Regions from separate parts of the Mus musculus genome. Here region 1 is linked to region 2. Evidence: chromatin contacts called from public Hi-C data. All regions are on one chromosome and are shown on one strand. Each heading gives the region's core, a stretch centred on a gene start, on an enhancer-like site or on the middle of the called end of the contact. The rest is flanking DNA. Distances are from core to core; before and after follow the strand shown.

What was found. A called contact is a pair of places that touch in the nucleus more often than the background predicts.
Region 1: a contact with region 2 is called in a Hi-C map of bone marrow-derived macrophages, with 1.6 times the contacts expected there. The contact joins the promoter of Ccdc154 here to the enhancer-like site in region 2. A contact is called at or near these places in 2 of 39 promoter capture datasets (the 3T3-L1 cell line and hippocampal neurons), 1 of 15 datasets of contacts at CTCF or cohesin (pro-B cells), 10 of 484 Hi-C or Micro-C datasets (the AML12 cell line, the Ba/F3 cell line, CD4 T cells and 5 more), 1 of 115 datasets of contacts at active chromatin or transcription factors (embryonic stem cells) and 4 of 9 other capture datasets (adipose tissue, embryonic stem cells, liver and 1 more).

The regions. Positions count from the first base shown.
Region 1 is chr17:25,159,849-25,164,384 of GRCm38.p6, reverse strand. It overlaps Ccdc154 (coiled-coil domain containing 154), which reads right to left and starts at 1,924. Exons shown (of 17, transcript NM_001079929.2): 1 at 1,537-1,924; 2 at 1,074-1,269; 3 at 787-976; 4 at 548-594; 5 at 195-290. The coding sequence starts at 1,543. It overlaps Clcn7 (chloride channel, voltage-sensitive 7), which reads right to left. Exons shown (of 25, transcript NM_011930.4): 24 at 4,175-4,255; 25 at 2,282-3,940. The coding sequence ends at 3,854. It overlaps Mir12188 (microRNA mir-12188), which reads right to left and starts at 3,882; the gene lies at 3,809-3,882.
Region 2 is chr17:25,043,500-25,048,402 of GRCm38.p6, reverse strand. Ift140 (intraflagellar transport 140) reads right to left here. Exons shown (of 30, transcript NM_134126.3): 13 at 3,227-3,354; 14 at 2,781-2,898; 15 at 1-3. Among named protein-coding and RNA genes, the nearest start is that of Ift140, 30 kb to the right of the region's middle. Within about 2 kb of position 2,917, at least 42 of the 459 cell types and tissues checked have an H3K27ac peak or open chromatin away from gene starts, as enhancers often do. A contact at or near this core is called in bone marrow-derived macrophages and pro-B cells, where this site is marked.

The sequences.
Region 1 (4,536 bases), core at 675-3,174, 120 kb before region 2:
AGTAAGGGCAAGGCACCAAATGAAAGAGAGAAGGCAGGTGGGGCCGCAGTTGTCAGAAGTGCAGCATTCATGTTACAGGATGCTCCCCTGGGGGCACTAAGGGCTCAGGACGGAAGACCTCAGCCTTGCTCTGGCCCGAGATTTCCAGTGTGTACACAAAACTGGTTTCAAGGTAGTCCAAGAAGTTGGCCCACCTGAGGTTTATCTCCTGCTCGGAATGTTTCCGCTCCGAGTCCTGTAGAGCCTGTTTCCTCCTGATGTGTGTTAAAGCCTCCCGGACCTCCACCAGCCTGGTGGAAGGAGTTGCCCTGCTAGCCCCAGAGCAGCCAGGCAGCATCTGTTGCGGCAGGTCTGACCATGGGGACACATAACCAGTCTCCCACCCCAGTGTGTGCAGAGCCAGTCCGAGTTGGACTATTATAGTTATTGTTTACTTAAATGAGGTCCATGTGGGCCCTAATGACAGCTCCTGCAGGGAAGCATGGGTCCCAGCTCCTCCCTCCCTCCCTCCCTCTCTCTCTCTCTCTCTCTTTCTCTCTCTCTGTACCTTTTATCCAGGGTTTGCATCTGGTTCTGGCTCTGGGGCCCAGATAACTGCAAAGAGGAGGAAATGAGGGCTAGGCAGGTTCAATCTGTGCCTACCAAGCAGTACAGATGCAACAGGACACATTGGATCCAGAGCTTGAAACGACTGGGGACAGCAGTGTCAGGATCCAGGAAGTGTGTGTTCCAAGCATCAGGAAAAGGGTGGCTCACTCTTACCTGCTGCTCTACCCAGGGACTCACCTCTAGCTCCTCCTTCTCTGGGCTCCAGGCTGCCTGTTGTACTACTTGCCTCAGCTGGCGCAGCTCTGAGGCCTGCATCTGCACACGGGCACGAACCTGCAACAGCTCACGAAGCAGGCCCAATGTGGCATGCTCACAGCGTTCCTTGTGTCCCCTCAGACGAACCACCTCAGCCTGCAGCTCAGCTACCCTGATTAGGGCCAGAGCAGGTGGGTCAAGCTGTGCCTCTCCTGGAGGTAACTCACTCAGTTTATCATCTCCCTTTTCTTATCCACTGTGAGGCTCACCATTGCTCCAGCTGTTTCCACAGCTTAGAGGTGTCCTGTTCAGGGACCAAGGAGCCGGACGCCCGGCCACTGCACTCATCTCTCTCTGAGGTCTCAGCACTGACTAGGCCTTCTGTTAAGAGCAGCTCCAGGTCCTCGAGTGTGACAGTGCTCAGGTGTGAAGGTGAAAGCCTTAGTGAGGGGCCGTCTGCTGGCTCTGGAAGGAGATACCTTGGAGCTTGTGCACAAGGACAGTAGTAGTGCCTATAATCTTGCTTGCTGTCACCCTGACCTCAGGGACTCATATCTCTGGGTCATATAGATCAGCCCTTCTGGAGGTCCAGGTAAGAGGGGTTGAGTGTCCCGGGGGAGAACACACAGTCCTAGGAAGCAGAGTAGGGGAGAGGTCCCACCTCGCCAGCTCCATGAGAACCTGTGAGGTCTAAGAGCAGGACTACTCTGTATACCCCTCATTTCTGCTCACCTGACATGGCTTCACCAGCGGCCACCACCTATAGCTCAGACAACGGTTATCAGAGCCCCTGTGGCTGCCCAAGGTTGGGCACCAGGCCAGGGTGGCCGAGTGGTTAGCTGGAGAGAAGCAAGTGATCCAGGCAGAAAGCTGCAGGAGCTGGGGATTGGCTGAGGGACAGAAGAGAAGGCTTTGGGCCACAGAGCAGGCAAGGAGACTCGAGGGTCAAGAGGGAAGGCCTGAATCTTGGGGAGAAGACAAGGGTCGAGAATGGAGACTGTGAACCTTCAGGGGGTGAGTCAGGGAGAGAGGCTGTGGAGCCCAGAGAGCAGTAGTGGAGGTATATAGTGGCTCCTGCCCTTCCACCTTGCCTCTTTAGTGAATCCTGACGGAGGCAGGTACAGCTGAGTTATTCTGGAACCTTCTTTTTCTCACCAGAACCCTATGACTTCATGGCCAACTGCCAGTGGAACCTGAACCCTCATATGCCCTGTCTTGCAGACTCCCTAACTTCTGGATCCTGAAAAGATTTGGGGGTCAGTGAAGTATCCCCATTGCAGAAGAGTCTCCCCTGGCTCTAGGGCTACTGGGTTATGGCCACAGTGAAGAGGTTGTTTAGGGACCATCACAGGCCTGAGTCACACACAAAGCAGGAGGGAAAGGTCCTAGGCAAATGGGACACAGATACAGAGGGTGACACCACAGAATAGGCCGCTGGGATTTCAGCCTTCCCAAGAGTCAAAATAAAAATACTGGAAGAGACAAATTTTGATTGTTTTATTTAACCTAATATATCCAAAAATATCATTTCAGCATGTAGTCAGCACACAGCTGTGGACAGACTGCATAGCCGTGGACAGATTGCACGTGCCTTTTTTGGTACCAAGTCTTTGAGACCCTGTGCAGTGTTTTTCACCCCTTGGGTCCAACTTTAGGAATGGCCCTTCCCGGTCCAGAGCACCCCTGGCGTTGTCACTTGGACCTCTATACCAGATGGGTCAGTTTTAACTTCTTGAAGAGCCTGCTGTGGCCAGGCTTGAGGACAGGATGCCATCCAAGCAGGTCACAGAACCCATGCTCTGCAGTGAGTCTGAGAGCAAGTCTGAGATGGGACGAGAAGGCCAGAGTCCCTGGACGGCCCTCCCACTGGGCCCTGGGCTGGCTGCAGTACTCTTCAAGAACTGCACCACTGCCCGACACAGACAGCAACTACTGTTTAAAGTGCCATCTGCACTTGTTTATCACCATGCTGAGTGCCTGACTCCCCAGAATGCTGAGCCCAAGGCAGAGAACAGGGGGCTCTCATTTCTCATTCCAGATTCAACATACTTAGCCCATCTCTTCATGGAAGGAAGAGCCGCTCTTTTGGAGGGACAACTGAAAGGCAGGAGCTGCCAGCTTTCCAAAGAAAGACCCTGTGTGACCTTATAACAGACTTGTGCCAGAGACACTGCAACTATCTTTACAAAGTTCCCAGGGGAGAAGACCCTGAAGGTGAGTGAAGGATGTCAGTGGGGCCAGCTTTGACAACACAGGGTTCAGGGGTGAAGTTCCTTGGCTCTGGTGCTCACGGGTCTATCCATCCTAGGGCTACCCCAGGATGGCCAGGCCCTGGGAGGCCACTTCCCAAGGGCATACCACACAGTACAGTAGTAAGCAAGCTACTATGGACCCCAGGGACCTAAGGGCCTCAAAAAGACCTGCCTTCTGGCTGTGGTCCAGGGCCATGACCCCAGGTCTGAAAGCCTAGGGCAGATGTTGGTGAATTCAATTTCAGTCTTCATGTGATTTTCAGATCACAAGCCCCAGGTACAGAACCAGTCTCCCCATCTTCTGGACAAAGATGCAGGGCGGCATGTGTGGCACATGTGGGTTCCCTGACAGAGCCTGCTCCAGGCTGTATAGCTCCCCATGCCCTGCTACTGAAGCCCCTGGCTGTGTGAGCAATGCAGACACAGGGTGAGAAGGGCTCAGAGTCTGAGCAGAGACAGCAGTAAGTAGTAGCTCACGTCTGTCTTTCTCACACACACTCTATTGGCTCTCAGAAGTGAGCCACAAGGGGTGTGATAACACACACTTCATCCTGGGAGAAGGAACCAGGAGTGGGGCAAGTCTGAGGCCTGGAGGGTCAGGGAATAGGGAAAGTGCTGATGACTGAAACCAACTGCCCAGGACAAAGGGTCTGGCCCCCACACCAGCCAAGCCTAGGGAGGGCATTTGCTCCTGTTGCTGCACTGCCTAGGGGGCAAGGCTTTGGCTGAGATCAGGGACCCTGGGAGGAGGTGCAGAGGGGCTGGGGTACTGCTGTCCAAGGCTGGGGGGCCAGCCCTCACGTCTGGGCCAGCGAAAGCTCTTCTAGGCCTCCCTTTCCTAGGCGGTATCTTGCTAGGTCCTTCCTGGTCACCAGCCCGACCACCTGCAAGAACAATACCAGGTCACAGGGTCCCCATAGGGTCTACAGAACTTCTACTCCATGTGATAGCATACTCCACATATTAGTTCCAAGTAGGTGTACAGTAATAGGCTAGGACCCAGGCTTACTGTCCTGAGACAGACAAGACCCAATGTCCACCCACAACCTAGCAAGAATATAGGAAGTAGAGTGTGAACCAGCTCCCGTAATCTCCAGCAGGACAGACAGCAGTCTCACCTGATTGTGGTTGTCTACTACTACCAGGTGCCTCAGGCCCAGAGCCCGGAAGAGCTTGAACACTCGAGGAAGAGATGCCTCCTGCAAAGTAATCAGCCACCTTTAGCCCACTTTACCCAGCATGGGAAGAGATTCAAACTCCCAAACCAAGCATTTCAAAGGTACTGAGCTGTCTCTTCCCCTCCATGCCTGACTCTAAGGACCTGTGTAATGCTAATGGGGTTCTCTCAGGCTGTCCCTAATATATTCTGGTTAGATGGCCACCTCAGGACGCAAGCTCTACTTGCAAGATCCCTGAAGGCCTCCTCTGCCTGGCAGCAATTACTCCACAAGATTCCAGAGGCTCCTTACCACCTTTTCAA
Region 2 (4,903 bases), core at 1,668-4,167:
GACCTAAGAAAGAGAAGACATAATGGCACAGGAGTGGTGGCTGCCTTACAAAGTGTGCCCATGGGACTGACACTGCACGCACCTGAGCCACCTTGCTTCCAGTAAATGGCACACCCTCCAGAACAATAACTTAATTCTTTACTATGTAAGCCCACTGAAATGGCTTCTTAGTTACTACTTTGGAATTTTAGAAAACTTACAACAAAGTCTAAAAAGTTGTGAGCTACTCTCAGTTTTGACTGGAGATTTAAAACAAGAAAGGAAAAAGAGAGTGCCACTGTGTAGCATTGGATGACTTGGACCTGACTGGTCTTGACTCACAGAGATCTGCTTGCCCCTGCCTCCTGAGTGCCAGAATTTAAGGCATATGCCACCATGCTCAGCCTGGAGGTAAAGTAACCAAGGGACTCAAAAGGAATTTGGATTTATGGCAAAAGTATCATTTCTACAACTGAGTACAAGTGAAACAAACTTGACAAAGATGCGGATGATGATTGCTCCCATTTGGCAGCTGACGCAAGTCCTGAGCACAGAGAGCCTGGCGGCTCCTGCCGTACGGACTGCTGCTCACAGTGGTGAGCAGTATCTAAGGTGCTGCTTCCATTCTAAATTCACAGGAGCACCATTCAGGAGAGCAAGCTGTGGGAGTTACTGGGTGAGGATCAGTGGAGAAAATGTGTCCGCCCAAACCAACTCAGACACGTGCTGCAATGTAAATGAGCCCTGTAACGTGGCATGGGGGAGAGAAGCCAGACTCACAAGGCCACACAGTTTATGACATGTCCAGAACAAGAAAACCCAGAGGCAGTGAGCAGGCTTGAGGGTGACAGGAGCGAAGATTCTTAGAAGCAGCCGGAGTGGCAGCTGTACTATACTGCAAATGTGCCAAGTGCCACCGGATCCCTCACTTAAAGCGTTGACTTTATGTTGCACGGGCTCTTGTCTCAAGTGTTTAGGGACCCTATTTTAAGATAAAGAAATGTCAGCATCCCCAAGGGCGCACGGAGCCTGTAACTGCTCTAGTAATGCTGTGTAGAGGAAGAAGGAGGTGGAGACACACTGGCCCAAGTCCCAGGAGGCAGCACAGGCAGTGACAAGGGCCCAGCTGAGGGTTCTTTTTTTTTTTTTTTACCATGCCCTACTTTAGTCTTTTTTTTTTTTTTAAAGATGTATTTATTTATTATATGTAAGTACACTGTAGCTGTCTTTAGACACTCCAGAAGAGGGAGTCAGATCTCGTTACAGATGGTTGTGAGCCACCATGTGGTTGCTGGGATTTGAACTCCGGACCTTCGGAAGAGCAGTCGGGTGCTCTTACCCACTGAGCCATCTCACCAGCCCCCAGCTGAGGGTTCTTTTATGCTATCTCTGAAAACTGCATGGACCTTGCGCCTCATCAGAGTGCTTGGGAAGTGGCCAGGGAAGTGAGAGAAAACAACTGGATCTTGGGTTCAGGTTCAGCTGCTCTAGGTTGTCTGGGCTCAACTGCTGCAGAGCTGTCCAGGGGATTCTGTCTGCCCTTACTGAGTGACTGACTACACATATGTCTATGTATGTCTGTGCAGCACATGTATGTCTGGTGCCCACAGAGGTCAGAAGAGGCTGTCAGATCCCCTGGCGTTTGAGTTAAGGATGATTGTGAACCAGTAGGTGGGTGCTGGAACAGAACCCAGGTCCTCTGCAACAAGTGGTCCTAACCTTTGAGTCATGGCTCCAGCCTCTGCACACAGGGTTTCTATGGGTCATGGATATTCTCTTATCACTGTCCCAGCTTCCCCTGCCCAGGTCTGGAGGACTCTCCACTATGGGTCTCACACTGCCGCCACTTTGTGTCCTTACTTTCTTTTGTATTACTTTATCAACTTCCACTTGTCCTCCCTGTTCCAGCCAAGCTGCCGTTAGGGTCAGGGTCAGTGGGACACCAAAGTACAAGTGACAATGACATTTTTGCTGTTGTCTTAGCATGCCTACCACTCCCTCCTCCATTCTCCTCCTCCTTTTTCTTCTTCTTCTTTTGTTTTTGGAGACAGGGTTTCATTTTTTTCTTTTTCTTTTTGGTTTTTCAAGACAGGGGTTTCTCTGTTTAGCCCTGGTTGTCCTGGAACTCACTCTGTAGACCAGGCTAGCCTCGAACTCAGAAACCTCTGCCTCCCAAGTGCTGGGATTAACGCTACCACTGCCCGGTGAGTGGTCTTGTCTTGTGATGTTGGCTAGGTGATGAAGAAGACAAGCAAGAAAAGGACAAAGAGCTCTCTAAAGAAGATACGGCTGATTCCGAAGAAAACCAAGAAGGGCAGGAAATATGGAAAGTGTGTGCAGGTGAGCACATACGAACAGAGTATGGATCAGGGGTGGTGGTGCACACCTTTAATCCCAGCACTCAGGAGGCAAGGGCAGGCAGATCTCCAAGTTTGAGGCCGGCTTGGTCTACAAAGTGAGTTCCAGTACAGCCAGGGCTACACAGACAAACCTTGTCTTGAATCAACAACAATCCTCCCTGTCTTCCACCCCTCACACCCCAAACACACACACAAAAGAACAGACTGTGTGTGTGTCCCAAGATGGAAGCAGGCAGGAGAGAGCTGATATAAGGCAGAAACTGAGGAAGGATCTGAAGCAAGGAGGGGCTAGAGAGAAGGTTAGACATAAAGACCTAAAAGACTTGAGGAGACAGAATAAACAGCTATGTCTGTCAGGTCCTGCCAGGGCCCAGAGGCACAGCCCGTATCCTCGGAGGTCCTTCATATGGATCAGAAGGCCGGCAGGGATGTTGGCCTTACCTTGCTAAGGAGGATGCTGATCTTGTTCCCATTTGCATTGCATCTCAGAGAAGTGATGCTCCCCACATCAGGGACCAGCTGGGCCAGGTTCTTGCAGCTGCAGTGCACTTTTGCTTCCCTGTGTGAGGACAGGAGGAGGAAGAATGACATCAGCGTCCTCTTGGCACCTTCCTGCTGGTCACAGAAATGAGCTTCTCTGACTGCTGAGACCCTGGACTGTAGAGTGTTCTGTTCAGCTCACCTCTTCTCACCTGTGTACTTAACCCCCTAGTCCAGGGAAAAGGAGGTTCATCTTAGAACCAATAAAAGGTCTCTTCTAATTTACAAAAAAAAAAAAAAGGTGTCATGTGAGATAAGACATTGTTCCAATTTCCTGTCTACTAAATTGCCCCATAACTTAAAAAATGAAACAGCATTTAATACTTGAGTGTGGAAGGAAACTGTACCTTCTGGAAAGATCAAAACTTTTAAAATGAGCTAAATCTGTCCCTGCAACCAGGAAAGTCCCACAGACGTCCAGGAAGCAGGGGCTCCCCTCGGTCTCAGAGAATAGCAGAAGTTGTTTGACAGTCCCCTGGGGAAAGAAGAACAAGTTAGCCATGCTCGTCTGTGGTGCAGTGCCCCCTTTCTCTCCGGAACAACATTCACGCGAACAGTAGTGATTGCTGAGGGGCTGGCATGCATTAGACCAGGGCTGGATCCATAGGAAGACAGGTCTCCCTTCTGCACAGTCTCGGTGACATAGGCCTCGGGGCAAGGATCAAAGATGCACAGGTCCCTCAGCTAAGAAGTGCTCTGTGGTCACACACACATGGCGGACTGTAGCAAGGTACACAGATGGCGACCTCCGTCCCTGTGAGTTGGTCTAGGTGGGCAATGATATTCTTCATGTGGCTGATGTTAGGTGCATGGCCTTCTGGGTAGTGAGATGGGAGAGTACCTCTGCCAGGATGGTTGTCACATCCTGGACATATGCCACTCGTGGAAGACAATCCACACTTATAACACAGTCATATGTCCTGTATTTTACATCTCAATAAAATGCCTAAGGAATTAATGTCTCTTCTAGGGGCTTAAAAATGAGGTGAACCAGGAAGAAGCCAGCTATCGGAGAGCCCAGAAAAGGAGAGAACACGCACTGAGCAGTTAAATGACTCTGTATCTGGATCTTTGAGTCTGGTAGTCAGCAATGAGCGGTGGAGCGTTGTACTGAGGGTGGGCAGATGGAGCAGAAGCAGTATGGGTACATTACTGCAGGGAAGAAGGCAGTCTCCAGGTCAAGCTTACCTATACCTGTTCTGTTTCCACAGCTTCCACTTCTCAGCTACCACACACACTTAGCCGGGACTCAGGATGTGGGAGGAGCCTACTTCTCTCTCCCCCTCACTGTCAGAAGCGGCCCTCCAGCCTTTCCTGATTAAACCTCCCAGGCTTTTCCCATCCTCCACCAACTCCCTGACATTCTCACTACACAACCACACAAGTTCTATTCTTTTTATTACATAATATTTTTAGTGATTATTTGGGAATTTCACATCACGCACCCCAATCACGCTCACTTCCCATTCTCCCCAGCTCTGCCACCCCCAACCCTTGTGACCTCCTACCATTCCCTGAAAAAAAAAAACGAGAAGGGCCAAACAGTGGGGATGCACACCTTTAATCCTAGCACTCAGTAGGCAGAGGCAGAAGAATGTCTGTGAGTTTGAGGCTAGCCTGATCTACAGATTGAGTTTCAGGACGGCCAGGATACACAGAGAAACCCTTGTCTCAAAAAAAACCCCCAAAAGCCGGGCGTGGTGGCGCATGCCTTTAATCCCAGCACTCGGGAGGCAGAGGCAGGCGGATTTCTGAGTTCAAGGCCAGCCTGGTCTACAAAGTGAGTTCCAGGACAGCCAGGGCTATACAGAGAAACCCTGTCTCGAAAAACCAAAACAAAAAACCAACCAAACAAAAAACAAAACAAAACAAAACAAAAAAACAAAAAAACCCAAAAGGAGAGAAAACAAAACCGAGTCCAATTTGTGTTGCCCATACACTGGAGCATGGTCAAACTCCCAGTGGCCAGCCCCTTAAAGAAACTGAGTCCCTCCCCACCTGGACCTGTTAGAAGCTGTCAGTGT